2 separate regions of the Gossypium hirsutum genome follow, and region 1 is linked to region 2. A link is a contact called in public Hi-C data. All regions are on one chromosome and are shown on one strand. Each heading gives the region's core, a stretch centred on a gene start, on an enhancer-like site or on the middle of the called end of the contact. The rest is flanking DNA. Distances are from core to core; before and after follow the strand shown.

The links. Hi-C and Micro-C count contacts between places; a contact is called where the count stands out from the background.
Region 1: a contact with region 2 is called in a Hi-C map of leaf, with 2.1 times the contacts expected there. The contact joins the promoter of LOC107896973 here to the promoter of LOC107927609 in region 2. A contact is called at or near these places in 2 of 34 Hi-C or Micro-C datasets (both in leaf).

What each region holds. Positions count from the first base shown.
Region 1 is chrA10:73,730,023-73,732,722 of Gossypium_hirsutum_v2.1, reverse strand. LOC107896973 (probable UDP-N-acetylglucosamine--peptide N-acetylglucosaminyltransferase SEC) reads right to left here and starts at 1,367. Exons shown (of 28, transcript XM_016822296.2): 1 at 880-1,367. The coding sequence starts at 1,093.
Region 2 is chrA10:73,359,332-73,362,031 of Gossypium_hirsutum_v2.1, reverse strand. It overlaps LOC107927609 (protein TIC 22-like, chloroplastic), which reads left to right and starts at 1,287. Exons shown (of 8, transcript XM_041079327.1): 1 at 1,287-1,969; 2 at 2,422-2,496. The coding sequence starts at 1,472.

The DNA.
Region 1 (2,700 bases), core at 118-2,617, 370 kb before region 2:
CATAAGTTAGTCATATGACATTTCCAAATCTAAAAGTTACTTCTAGATAGAAAATTTCCCACCAATTAAAAGTGAATAACAAGATGTGCACCATCTAACCTAAAAAATGCCACTTTTTAACACAAGAGTTCCTTGATTAATTATAAGAAAAGTGAAGGCTCAACCTAACAATGGTTAACTCTGGATGAAAACCCAAGATCAGGACTAGCAAATTTATAATTTCAAAAGATCATATCAACCATAGGAGGACTCTGTAACCATTGCTATAAAAGAGCTTAAACAAAAGCAAACATCTTCACCCATAAATATGAAACGATTGAGACTGTTCACAAATCATAGAATAAAAATAGCTTTCAATCAAAAGCCGACTAATTAAGACTCGCCGAGTTATTGCTTTTATTACTAGCCTTTTGCTTTCTCAAAAGTTTCAAAGAATTACTAAGAGTTGAAGAAAATTAACATCTGATTAAAAACGAGCAAATCGCTAATATATTCCGTATAATCAATATTTACATAATCGTACCGAATAAATCTAAAATTTTGAAGTTAGAAAAGAAAGTATTAATAATGTTCTTTTTATCTTCAAATAAACTTGTTTGTTTCTTATCCGAAGTAAAAGGCAAGTAGCAAAAGTAACCAAGAAAAAAAGATAAAAGCTAAGTAAAAATAATCGCCCAAACTCAAGCATCCACTTGAAATCCGTAAGCTAAGCTTCTTTTAAGGGAAAATTTTAGTAAAGCGAAACATAAAAGCACAATTACATGCAAATATAGCAGTATAGTTTATTGCATGAATCTACATACAAGACATTTTGCAAAACCCTAGAAGTGAAAATTTTGAAAGCATGGAAAATTTGCAAAAGGCCAAAAATAAACGAACCTTCATTTGGATCAGAAAGCTTAACATTAGACAAAGCAGCAGCAGCAGAAGAAGAAGAGGAAGAAGCAGGAGCAGCAACGGCGCCTCCAAAATCCGAGTTCAGACTCGATGAGTCATGGTTATACGGAAACAATTGAACCTGTTGCTGTTGTTGTTGAAACAGTTGGTTATGGTGATACTGTTGCAGCCGAGGATCGCTCTGCAAGGAGAGCATTTCTCTTTTTCCCGCTTGGATCACGAAGAAAACTTTCTAGGAAAATAGAGAAGTAAAAGGAATTTGAATTTTTTTTTCTCGAGAAAATTCTAAATTCTAATATTGAGAGAGAACCCCGCTTTTCCGATTATGATATCTCTCAACCTCTATTATACATACTTTTGTAATAAGAACCAGAAATATTAACATTGAATCGGTAATTATGACGTGTGAACTCTTTGAGCTTATTCTTTCACTGCTATGCAATGGTTATTCACCACGTTGCACATGTGACACTGTTCATATAACTTAAAAGAGGTATTTAGTAGTTTCGAGAAGAGATTCCATGTAGCATAGGAATAGTAAGGGTCGTAGGGGATTTCTCGGTCCAGTTTTGGAAGGTAAAAGTACACGTGTCCACAGACTGTGAGGTTGAGTAAATCTGTCGGGAAAAGTCAGGCCATTAGATACGTGTCTAACGGGCCGGACTGGATCCGACGCGTCCCATTACTCGAATATAATAGTTTTTATTTTTTATTTTGACCAAACATCCTCAAATTATAATCTATATTTTAAATTGATCTTCAAAATTTAAAATATTTTAATTATATCTTCAAACTAATGATATTATATCGATAAGATCCTTTCATTATTAAAATTATTAATTTAATTGTTAAATGAAACCTTAGATCTTATGTGATTTACTTAAAATGAAAATTTTAAAAAAAATGGATATTATAAAAATATATGTCATAAAAATCTTGATTTTTGAAACTTTTACAAAAACTATTGTATACTCTTTTCTTCTTTTTAGAAGTTACTTAGCAAAATTTTTCTTTTCCATAATACTTAGCAACATTTTACTTAGATTAACGGTTTCAACAATCAAATGACCAAATTAATATAACATCGATAGTTTGAAGATGTAATTAGAACATTTTAAAGTTTGGAAACCAATTTAAAATGTAGACCATAGTTTAAAAATGCTTAGTGCAATTAACTTTTTACATTTTAAATAAATAAATATATATTATACATGATGGATGGATAAATTTCACTAATGAAAATTTTTGGCCAATGAATAATACAAGCTTTTAGTATACTATAATTAGTTAAAATACGATATAAATTTTTTTTATTCTTCACAAATTTAAAATATAATATCTGCACTTTTACTTTTGGGAATTTAGTCTCTTTACTTTTTAAATTTTAAAATTCATATCCAATTATTAATGCAATATCTTTTTGTTGTTAAATTTGTTAGTGTTTCATTTTGAAATTAAAAAAATACTGAATAATGTTTGTAATGAATATGAATTTAACAAAATAAATTTATTAAATTATTTTTTGGCGACTAAAAGAAAAAGAACAAATTACAACACAATCATTTGAGTTATGGTTGGAAGGACAATATCCTCATGCAAAACATGTAACAACTATGTAGAAGGAAAATTAAAAACATGAAAACCTCGATTTAGTCATTTCTATTGGGAAATGTGCTCATATTGTAGTAAACATGTATTGTTTTTTTATTTATTTGAACGATGAATAAATAAATAACGTTAATTTCATATTTCACTATTATGTCTTTTGTATTTCTATCTTTTATATTTTGCATGCATAGCGAA
Region 2 (2,700 bases), core at 38-2,537:
AGGAGATTGAGGTAATATTATAAAATTTGGGGAGGGAGATAAATATAAAATTTTTGTATTGAAGTTTTCAAAAAAGGCTAAAATTATGGTTTTTCCATTAAATCAAATGTTAAGAAGAACTAAATTGTTTTTTTTTTAATTTTGGGAGGGATTATAAAGGTAATTTTCTTTTGAGTTAAGAGGGAGGGGGGAAAGGCCCCTTCCTACCCCTTTGGCTACGCCTCTGCTATGAATTAAGCATCGAAGAGCGTCTTGAAGTATAAATTTGGACACCCTTATAGTTACCCTATGTCTTGCAAGCCTTCCATCATCCTTGGGGTGTGAAAAATCCTTATAGTCCATTATCAACTTAAAGTGACTAAAACAATATGTTTAGTTAAACTAAATATTTTACTTAGAATGTGATGATATTTTTTAAAATTATGGAATGAAATGAAATAAAAAACTTATTAATTTTAATATTTTTAATAACATTTATAATTAAAAAGTTATTTTATTATTGACAAACATGTAATTTAATTTATTTATTTTAAAATATCATTAGTTTATTTAAAAATAATAATGCATTTATCTCAAAATAATATATGATTAAAATTAAAATAAGTTTTAAACATTTGGTTTGTATTCAAATAATTCAATAGTATTTAAAAATAATTTAAAATTTGATTTTGATTTTATAATTATGAAAAAATAGTAATATTGTCCCAAAAGTAAATTTTTTACTTTATTTTTCGAATGACCATGCTTCAAAAAATGGCAATATACTTTATCACCATTATTGAAAAGGATGATATTGTTATAATTGAAGAAAAAGTAATTCATAGTATTAGATAGATTGAGTAATTAATCAATACAATTGAGTTTGTGGGTAGCAAATATAACCAACTTTCCTTGATAACAGCTATCTCTAATTTCTATTTCAAAATAATTAGAGAATAAGCAGGCTTGGCCCATAAGTTGGTTGGGTCCTCGATGCTCTACTTCACAGACTTAGTGCTCATTTTATGTTTCCATAAATTTTGATACCAATTGTTAACGCACTCAAAACTTTTTTGTATTTGGGCTTGGTTTAAGTTCGACTTTTTTCCTTGCTTTGGGTCAAAATTTTGGGCCCAAACATGAAAAATCAATCGTGCGATTCGTAATTTAACTGAATTAACGACTAACTTATCCCACCCGATTAATCACGAGTTAAATAGTGATTCAAGCAAGATGATGATATGAGGTGTTGAAGAGTTTATTATTAATAGATATTAATTTGGATCGAGGGTTAAAAATTTTGTTCTAAAGGTCCAACCCACCCGTCCGGCCCATATTTCTAAATTCTCGCTTGTCGCCGGCAAATGAATGTTTTTTCTATTTCCCTCCTTTCGGTCGCTCCCTACTCATCCCCGAAACTGATTCCAACTACAAAAGCTCACTGTTTTCTCCGATATTATCCTAAATTTTCCCGTGAACCAAAAAGGAAAGAATGATGAACCCCCCTAGCAACTCCAAAACCCCCAAAAATTTCTCGCCATTCAAACAAACCCCTCCTCTCCAAGACCTCCAGCAAGCCTTCTCGAACATCCAGACCCACTGCTCTTCTCTCTTCCGACAAACTCAAAATCAGTTAATGGACGCTTTTAACTCCACCTTTTCTCACTTTAATCCGCCTTCTTTTTCTCCAAAAGGGCCGGTTTTTGCTCGAATTGCTGATTCTAGCAAGACCCAGATTGCTTTGAGTAAAAAAAACGGTGATGCCATGCCGGCAGAGAAATTAGAAGAGAGATTGGCTGGGGTTCCGGTCTATGCCTTGAGTAACTCAGAGGAGGAATTCGTGTTGGTTTCGGGTGTTTCGACGAAAAAATCACTTGGGTTGTTGTGTTTCAAGAAGGAGGACGCTGAGGCTCTTTTGGAACAGATGAAGAATATGGATCCTGGCATGCGAAAAGGAGGTTCTAAAGTGGTTGCTGTTGCTCTTAACAAGGTTATTTTCTTTCCTTCTTTCTTTCTATTTGGATTTTTCAAAATGCGTTTGATAGATTGAATTTGTGTAGAAAATGTACAAAGTTTTATGGACTATGGAGTCCATTAAGAGGCTAATGTCTGTTTCCCACTTGTGTTTGCCATTTTCTTAGATATAAAAGATAAAATAACAGATTTGAAAATGTTTTAGCTTCAGCTGTTTGTTCTTGTAGTGACATAGGATTGAGCTTTTTACTTTCTAATATTTCTTTTTAGCAACATTTTGAGCAAGGAAATAGTAAGCCGCAAAAGCAAAAGACGAAATCGAGCCTGTTATTAGATTGTTAACTTACCGTGCCTTTAAATCTTAACTAATTTGGTTTTTTTTTTTCATTGTGTAATTAATTGTTTGTTTGGTTTATATGAATGAGATAAATGTTGGAGGAGTCATGCTTGGATATGGGGGTTTTGCAGGTTGTCCAGCTGCAGGTTGCTGGTGTGGCACTTAGGCTGGTACCAGAGTCCACTCAGATCAAGAATGCACTTAGAGTGAGTAGTTTGTTATAAAATGAGCTAATTTGTCTGTGAGTCTTTGTGTTATGTGGATAGAATGAATTTTATGCTCTCTATTTTGGGTTCTTATAAGTTTCAAGATTGATGTAGGAATCCTATAACTTTTTATTGTTCTTTCTTTCATGCAAAAGATATGATATGTTTTAATAATCCTGACAAAGGAAAATGTCTGACATGAGG